Regions from separate parts of the Triticum aestivum genome. Here region 2 is linked to region 1. A link is a contact called in public Hi-C data. All regions are on one chromosome and are shown on one strand. The core of a region is the stretch at or near the end of the contact, and the rest is flanking DNA. Distances in the headings are between cores, read along the strand shown. Region 1 holds the start of LOC123122688 (probable E3 ubiquitin-protein ligase BAH1-like 1). Region 2 holds the start of LOC123122691 (elongation factor-like GTPase 1).

What was found. Hi-C and Micro-C count contacts between places; a contact is called where the count stands out from the background.
Region 2: a Hi-C map of leaf shows a contact between it and region 1, with 3 times the contacts expected there. The contact joins the promoter of LOC123122691 here to the promoter of LOC123122688 in region 1. A contact is called at or near these places in 3 of 5 Hi-C or Micro-C datasets (all in leaf).

Annotation. Positions count from the first base shown.
Region 1 is chr5D:453,538,308-453,542,800 of IWGSC CS RefSeq v2.1, forward strand. LOC123122688 (probable E3 ubiquitin-protein ligase BAH1-like 1) reads left to right here and starts at 2,655. Exons shown (of 7, transcript XM_044543006.1): 1 at 2,655-2,884.
Region 2 is chr5D:453,720,302-453,725,199 of IWGSC CS RefSeq v2.1, forward strand. It overlaps LOC123122691 (elongation factor-like GTPase 1), which reads right to left and starts at 1,572. Exons shown (of 1, transcript XM_044543007.1): 1 at 1-1,572. The coding sequence starts at 1,338. LOC123122692 (protein AMEIOTIC 1 homolog) reads right to left here. Exons shown (of 11, transcript XM_044543010.1): 9 at 4,852-4,898; 10 at 4,202-4,744; 11 at 3,613-4,095. The coding sequence ends at 3,961.

The DNA of each region.
Region 1 (4,493 bases), core at 1,405-3,904:
TTTGACAACATATGATTCAAATCTTCACTCTTATCAATCTGGGTATATACATGTTGTTCCTTGCATGACTAATTAGGAAGATGAACTTCAACTTCAATGGATTGCTCCCAACTCATGGTGGACATCATCGTCCTTGTGCATCCACAACAAATTCAACTCACGATATCGTCAACAACAAACCCCAATGTAATTCCTCAAATCTAAGAGAAGTTTTACTCCAAGTCATGAGCCACAGCAACTCTAGAAGATGTGAATGCATTGAAATGCTTAAGCGAAAAATGTCAACCCCATTTGAGCTTAAACGATGAGTACAACCTATGATCAAGTGTTCTCACTTGACTCCTAAGTCAATGTACTCAAATATAGATGACTTAGTGGCTGACCCTGTCTTAGTTGAATTTTTGCATTTCCTTTCTTTTTGTGTTTCATATTTGTCTTTTATGTTCATGTTTTTCTTGTGATCTCATTTGGAAAAAAACTTTCATAAAAAACCCAAAACTTCTTTGATTTTATCTTCTTTCTATTTTCTCAATCAATTCATTGCAAATCCATTACTGGTATAATTGCAAAGTGAGCTAAGTCTTGACAAAACCTACTTTATCATGTGCAATTGGTCTCTCCGATCAAAACTCCTTGGTGGCACCATGTCAAATTTAACTAATGCATAGCAGTTCTTCATTTTGACCGACAAGAACTGGCTCTGTGACACCAATGTAATCAATCAGAAGATCCAAGCCTCTGTTGAAGCTTCAGAATTTCCAATTAATATTTTTTTGGAGACACTGAAGTGCATAAGAAGAAGAATGTTTTGCCAAGAAAGTTACATCTATTTTCTCCAGCTCCACTCAATGATCCTCCTCTACAAAGAATTTCCAACTATAATTCTGCTTCATGTGCAAGTCCAGGCCCCTTACCATTTGACCTACAAAAACAAGAAGAATAAACCCTTCTTGGAAATTGATTTCAAAGGGGGAGAGATACACACATCAAAGCTTATCGAACTTCAAAGCATAGCAATAGAGAAAATAGAAGATGAGAGATATATGTTTCTAGTGGGGAGAAACATATGAACATATTTATGGTTATTGATTTATCTTATACGTAAGGTATATACCAGTGGCAGATGGCTACAGATGCCCATTGCTGATAGCCATTTGTGTCTGCCACCGATAGCAATATCTGAAGTAGTGACGATCAACTGATGGAAGAGGCATTAGGATTAACATGGGTCTCATTACATTCACGCTTTCTTTACAATTTTTTGTTACGGTCACGTACCTCATGATAGGCTGGACGGGTTGCATCAAGGGATGAATCAGTAGTGGAGTATTTGGTCTGCTTGGGCTGGACCTCCTCATATGCTTCTTGTATAGTGCCGCGGCTCACACTCTCCTGCTTTGTGAGACGGTCGGTTGTGAGTAGTTTGCATAGAGCAACTCCTGCTATAGCCTCCATTTTCTCTACTCTATAGACACCATCATGAGTGCATCTAAGAAAACACCATTATGAGGGTGTTGAGGGGGTCCATGTTATGTGTGTGTGTGTGTGGGGGTGGGGGGGGAGGGGAGGAGGGTCTCATTTTTAGGTACCGGCGACAGAGATGAGGAAAACAAAAAATAAGTTGGTGGCGACCTGACATGAAGGAGAAAGAGGTGGGCATCCCTGATATGAGGAGGAGAGGGTCTTGGAGACGCGGGGGGGGGGGGGGGGGGGGGGACGGGGGGCGACAGAGATGAAGGTGACAGAGGAAACTTCAAGTAGAATGCCAGAGACATGAAAGGAGAACGGTGGGACTAGCGGAGGAGGGATTGGCCCAAGCCACGAGCCCCTTCTTGATGTTGTCTAGTAAGATTGACGGTGGCGCTCCTTTGTTGCGGAAAGCACGCGTGTTTCTCTCATTCCATATATATAGACCATGAGACGAGTATGGCTCCGTTTTCTTTTTTTTCAAGGACTTGCCTGTAACTTTTCATTCTCATAAGAAAGTAAAAAATAAAGGCTTATTTTATCTAGCATATGACCTTGGGCTTTTCGAAAGAAAAAAAAAACATGAGCAATGAACAAATGTAAGCCAAGGAGGGGAGTTGATCGTTATCACTGGTTTGGTGTAGGCGGGGAGAAGGAGGAGCCGTTGTGGCCTGCCCACGTCTTTGTGGTAGGGAAGCCATTCCATCGCATCCGCCCGTTGCTCCTACTGCGGGTGCGGTGCGGTAATCATGATTTTGTTGGCCACTAAACTAATGATGACCATCATCCTAAAGCGGCAGCCATGTGGGCCGATACCGTCGCTAATCCGGCCAGAGTGCTCCGGCTCCTGGCCTATCGGCTAGGCCAGACAGCAGCCGCCGCCCTAGCTAGCTAAAAAAAGATAAATGTTATCCGAAGCAATCCCATTCTTCTTAGCTCTTGTAGCCATCACCGCCCTTTCTGGTGAAGAAGAAAGACAGCCAGACGTTGGATCCGGATGACAGGACAGCCGTCGGATCGGAACGTCAAACATTTTTTGCGCGTGCGTGAATGGAACGGGGAAGCAAGCGCGCGAGCGAAGCCAAGCAAGCAACGTAACAAGACCCAGCTGGGGCCCACCAGGCAGCTGGAGAAGGGCAGCTACAAACTCAACGCGGAACGGAGCGGGCAGTCCAGTCCACCGAGCCAGAAAAACACAGAGGAGAGGAGAGGAGAGGAGAGGAGAGGAGCAAAAGTTTGGTTTCGTCCGTGCCCCCGTCCCCCGAGCGCCTCTACCTCCCGCCGCCGCCCCCGCCCGTCTGCCATTAAAAGCCGAGTGGTGGCGGCGGCCTTTCCTCCTCACCTCACGGTCGCGGTCACGGGCGACCACCGCCTTCGACGCCGGTCTCTCTCGCGCCTTGATTGCCTCCCGTCGCAGGTATGCATGCATTCATTCCTGCCACCGCTCCATCGCCGTCATGGTTGGTTGCGGCTTCTGGCCGCATCTCTACGCCGCTTCATATATATGCTCCACGTCTTCTTTGGTCGGTGTCTACGAACTCATCTATCTATCCGTAGGATTTCGCGGTGCGTCCATTGCGTTGCGGCGTGGCCGGTTCCAGGAGCAATCACCATTCACCACTTGTTTTCTCAACCCATTTAAATAAGCTCTCATACATAATTTGCTTTCTGGAATCCAGTTACAGTAGTATCTCGCCGGACGACAACAAATTAGTGTACAGTCCCATGCTTCTTAACCTCGTTTTGTTCTCTGGAGGAATATATTCGCTTACTACTACCAGCAGTCCGTATCACATTGCATGCCCCAGCCGTGTTAGTTTCGTCGTCTTCTTTGTTGTCTTGTGTACTGTAGTACTCCATAGCTAGGCTGTAGTTGTTGTTGCTTTGCAGCCTTGTATCGTGTTTCAAGCCACTGAACTTCACTGCAATGCCAAGATGGGGGAATGAACGAAACCCCGCTGCGGATTAGTTCTCTTTACTTTTGCGGTGTTTTTTTAAAGAAAAAGGTCGCTGGTTAGCAACTCAATCTCTGAGAGTCAAATGCCTTGGCCTTTTAGTATCCAGTTAGCATAAAATATATATTTTTGCGGGGAACATAAAATTTTTTATTCTGGAAGGAATGGGTATTCACCATCTGCTTGGTTTGATGCTTTCAATACTCTACTTTGTATTCATAGTCAGCGCTCATTTGATTGTAATATTATTTCCAAGATTAGCCGCAATGAATGTTGATTACAAGATTAGCTGTGTTTAGTGTACTTGATGTCGATTTCAAATCATAATTATTGCAATTAGTATTTATTTTTTAAATTATTGATGATGCGATAGATACATCATTACAACAGCATGAGACGTTGGATATACTCGTACGTGGTTGAATGGCCTAAATTATTTGGATTCACCAAACAGGTGCTTTTATAAGTGGGGATTGATAGTAGATGAGCAGACTTGATCTCCGGTGAGGGGGTTGATCTGCCATTTCCTTTCGCAGAAGCACTGACATGTCTTGTAGAGAGAGAGAGAGAGAGAGAGTACTGAATCCACATAGGTGACCCCATCCGGATATGACTGACAAATCGGATGCATTCCTGGATACTCGTAGAAAATTCCAGGGCGAGTGAAAACAGCTGTCCACGTACCAAGCCTTACATCTATTCCTAGCATTTGTCGCCTTTTCCCAATTCCAGGGGTACGTACAGTACAATCTACTCCCTCCGTCTCATAATGTAATGTCTCGTAATGTAAGACGTTTTTGGAGTTCAAAGTGAACTGCAAAAATGTCTTACATTATGGGACAGAAGTAGTACTAGTAAGTAGGGGGAGCCAAAAAACCTGAACCGCAACCGATAGCTGGCTCAACATATGTGATCACATGTTCACATCCGCAGCGGGGTGGTGGTTGCAGACTTCCAGTGGAGAAGAGGAAGTAGGATGCAACGACCGGCACGCGTGTACGTAAGCTTGCTTTCGTTCATCCTTCTTGCCGCTGATGATGACCACGTTTAGGGTTGTCGCCGCCACTAGTA
Region 2 (4,898 bases), core at 322-2,821, 180 kb after region 1:
CTCGTGGTTCAACAACTCGCCATGCACCCCCTTCGGTGGCAACATCTTACATGGCACCGCAAACATCTTCGACACATACACCACCACCGGTGAATCTGCACCCGCGTCACAGGTCTCCACACACCTTCTCACCCTCTCTGCCTCCAAGACAACCTCAGCGCAACCAGCAGCATCCTCTGTTGCAAGCTCCCTCTTTGGCATAAGCCTTGCAACCCTGGCCCCTTGAGCGACAACAGGGTCAGGAGTGCATTCGACCACCATTGCCATCACTGCATCTGCCAGCGGCAGCCACCGGCTCATCACAGACTGCAAAACTAACTTTGGGTCCTTGTTCTGCAGCTCCCGCTGCGGAATGTTCAATTTGAAGTTGCTAATGACCTTCTGAACTATCTCCCCGTCCTGCCCCAGCACTCCCTCGTACAATTTCCATAGGGGCTTCAGAATGAACTCCACAAACATGGGCTCCCGGTCAGTACCCTCCACCGCCTTCTTTCCCACAATCATAAAATTCTTCTTACCCTTCTTATCCACCTTTTTGTCCAAGTATCGCGGCCCCCAAAATCCTCTCAGCAAAGCAGAGGCGCTGGCGCCAAGCTTGGTGGCGTACAACTCAGCGAAGTGGTGGATGCGGAAGCCCCAGCCATCGAGGGCGCAGGCGAAGACGACATTGCCCTTCTGGGGCTGGAAGGCGTCCTCCTCGTCGTCATCAGCATCGTCCGGGAGATCGTCCTGCGAGGCTGACGAGCTGGAGGACGGTTGGTCCTCGAGGGAGGCGAGGACGGAGAAGTAGGAGTGCGACCGCAGCGCGGAGTAGATGGAGTTAACGTCGGCGAGGATGCGGTGCAGGCGCGTGTAGGCCTCGGCGGGGGTGAGGTGGAGCTCGGTGATGAGGCGGTCGAGCTTGTTGAGGACGAGGCAGGGGCGGAGGCGCTCGAGGAAGGCCTGGCGCAGCGCGGCGTGGGTCTGGATGTGGACGCCCTCGACGGCGTCGACGAGGATGAGCGCCGAGTCGGAGAGGCGCGCGGCGGAGGAGACCTCGGAGCAGAAGTCGATGTGGCCCGGGGAGTCGATGAGGTTGACCCGGTGCGCGGCGGGGCCGTCGCCGTAGCGGAGGAGCACGGCGGCGGACTTCATGGTGATGGCCCGGCGCTGCTCCTCGTCGAGGTAGTCCATGAAGCGGAGGCGGCCGGCGAGCCTGGGGTGGAGCAGGCCGTCGCCGCAGGAGGCGACGAGGTGGTCCGCCAGCGTGGTCTTCCCGTGGTCGACGTGCGCCAGGATGCACGTGTTGCGGACGCGCCGGGGGTCCGCCGGCAGCGCCGTGCTCTCTGCCGCCGCCATCGCGGTGGGAGGTGGTGCTAGTTAAGTCGGGCTAGGGGGAACGTGGAGGCGGCGAGGAAGCCGGCGGCGGCGGTGGGTGACGCGGGTTTGGGGAGGGAGGCTGATCCGGGCGGATGGGCGGCGGCAGAGGAGCGGCGGCGGCGGCGGCGGGGAGAAACCCTAGCGCTCGTGTCGGGACGAGGGGATTTGTCCCTGCGGAAGAGGAGGAGCGGACCGAAACGATTGTCTCCTAGTGGCAATCTGACCGTAAATACTGATAGTTTTAGGGGCAAAGGGGTATACCGGTCGGATTCTAAGTGGCTCTGGCCCGGTCCGAAGGAACTTGGCGCTCAAGTTTGATCCACCAAACTTGGCAGCAACGAAAAGGCGCTTCTATAATCTCAAAAAAGAGAAAACATAAATAAAAACCAAAGCCTGTTTACAGGAGTTTTATGAAAAAAGGATAGTAATTTTGTAAAAAATAATATTTGAAGCCCTTTAGTTTGCAGGAATGGATTCCCCTATTCCTATGCAGGATAGAAACCAATCTTTCACAATTCAAAGAAAAAAAAGCCTAGGTTCAATGGAAAAATTCATATTCTATTGTTGGTCATTTTTATATTTTATATTGGGTGTAAGGCAACCACACTATTAAGAGGGGTGCATCTTGAACATACCGTGAAAATCAACTGCATGCACACATACAAAAATGCACCCAAAGTCATGCCTGGGATCTAATATAAAGAGAGAGCCCTTGAATAAGCTGTTAACGCACCTGTTCCGAATAGCCTGGAACATCAGAGGCAGCTTCCGGGCAGGTTCTGTCGGACTAAGAGAGTTTACATCGCAGTTGCAAACTACATGGATACCCGGGAACTTCCAAGGGTTGAAACCTCCGTGCATTAAGAGAGGTTATAATTTTGGTCCAAACTCTTTGTAAACCCCGGAACTTCCAGCCCTGCCTAGAACTTCCGAGCCGCGTAGAAAATGTGCCGTAACAGTTTGATTTGGGGGTTAGCTATAAATATCCCAATTCTTGCCCAAGAAGAAGGTGACAACTCCCCCCCCCCCCCCTCTCATTCATTGTTCTTCCTCAAATTACTTGGAGATATCCCACCCCTTTCACTCAAATATTTTGGAAAGTGAAAGAGAAGTGCTCTATCTACACTTCCACCAACCAAAAGTTGAATGCCCCTAGTTTCCATGGTGGTCTTTTTATTCTTGGAGGTCATATACTCCTGGGCGATAGGAGTCCCCAGTGAGAAATCAAGTTGTGATCTTCTTCGATGCTTGTGAAGGTTTGAAGGCCGCATCAAGGTTTACCACCAGAGGTTGAGAAACACATTCGTTGTGATATATCTCAAGGAGAATAGGGTGACTCTTCATGATAACACCCATCCCTCCGACGGTGACTAGCTTCCCTTCAAGAAAGTGAACATTGGGATACATCCTCGTCTCTAGATTCTCTAGTTATCCCTAACCCTGGCTCTTTAGTTGTGGCTTATTTTCGTCACTTGACCTTGCATTCACTACATGTTGTGGCTTATCGATTTGTTTATCTCACTGCAGCAAGTTTACGCATGCCGTTATAGTCCGCATGGCCTAAACTCACTAATAATTAATTAAAATTTACAGTTGTTGTTATTCACCCTCCTCGGGCCATCTCGATCCTTTCAGGCACAGACATGTCAAAGATGCGGTGGGGGGGGGGGGGCACCCTCCACGCGGTCGCAGCGTCGGTGTTAACAACCAATGCGAATTAGGCAAGCGCGGCGGGAAACTCCCAAAGGTGTGCGAGCACGAGATGTGTACAAATAGATTTGTTATGCAGTGAGAAGGTGCCAAATGCTAAAATCCCAAAGCGGTAAGGCGGAAACGGGGTGAGTCTTATTGCACTTTACAGGCGTGCATGATGATTTTTATAATTTGAGCACTTACGTGACATCACTGAAATATTTCAAGGATCTACATTGCACTCCTCTCTAATTTTCAGATGGAGGGCTAGCGGTAATGCCATTTGGAGTAAGATATAGTCAGATAACGAGTTTATATGTGTTTCTACCTAGTTTGAGGTGTACATAGAATTCAAACGATCTAGTAGGTGTGAATGTGTGATCGACCATAGATGCACGGTGTCACCACTCGAGAATATAGCTGCACAGCAGGAAATGAAAAATAAATCAGAATGATAGTATGAAGTCTATATAAATATAAGGAGCCCACAAAACACACATTCCATTCCATTTGAAATGTGTCACAAAAAGGGCAGTCGAAGGAAGCAACTGACAGACATAGTGGAGTCATCAACAGGCATTGGCGAGCCACCAACCAAAGTCACGTTTCCGGCAATACATCCATCCTCGACACCAACTAGAAACTTTTTTGACGACGAATAAATTGCAAACTGCTGCTATCGGACTGTAACCAAGGTGTGACCGACCGACTGACTGACTGTAATCGAGAACCGCCGAGACCATGTAGTAACTTGTTTCTCACTTTCGTTAATCTATCTCTCTTTTTTTGTTTTATCTTATCCTCTCTATGTGTTTGTGCAGTTTTTATCTTAACCTATGATGATCACCGTACCGTACCGATCGTGGTAGTATCTCATATGCAGGGGAGGGGAAGGGAAGGAGCTCAGCTTCAGCAGTAGGAGGGAGTGGCGAGGGCCAGGTCCGTGCCCACGGTGCTCATCCCTCCGACCTCCAGGTTGGGCATGGCCATCCTCCTCCCCCCCTGCTGCAGCAGACTAGCACCGCAGGGCGACGACGGCGAATCCTGCGCGCGCACAGCCAAACAAACACAACACGCATTGATCGATCAGCGTCAGTTTGCTGCCTTGATTTGGCGGGGAGATGAAGACTGAAGAGGCAAGTGTACTGACCATGTGGCGCAAGGTGAGGCCGGCGAAGGGGTGCAGGGCCGGGACGGTGAACCCTGCGGTGAAGAGGGGCTGTGGCTGGAGGGGTGACCTCGGGCTGGGCAGGGCCAGCAGCTTGCCGGCGTTGGTGGTGGACGACGCCGATGGCGGCGTGGAGAAGTAGTCCCCCGCCCCCAGCATCGCCTGCTCCTCTGCCATCACCACCTCAACTGCTGTGGCACGGCCGATGCGGGGGAGCTGGTGGTGGTCCATGCTGATGCCGCTGCTGCCGCCCCCGCTCCCGCTCATGTCGGTGCCGGTGCTGCTTGGCCACAGGAACGTGCCCTGTGGCTTGCAGATGCGGAAGCTGCTCTTCCTGGCCGTCCTCTTCTCGCCGGCGCTAACATCTGAACGCTGCCTGCTCTGGCTCTGGCTCTGGCTCTGGCTCTGGCTCTGGTCACCACCACCAAAATCTAGCGCCCGCCTGCCCTCGTTCTGACCCACACCCACCTCCTCTATTGCAATACGCTTCAGCTTCTCTCCATTTTCTGCCAACAGAAATTGTTCCTGTGGAATCAAAATGGAAAACAGCGATTTATTACTCCAGGAACACAGAGATAGCCTGGGACAGAGTTCAGTAATTCTATGCAATGCAACAGGGCTCTGCTACCTACCTTCAAAGACAAGAAGGAGCTGGAGAGAGAAGCCATCTGCTCCTCCA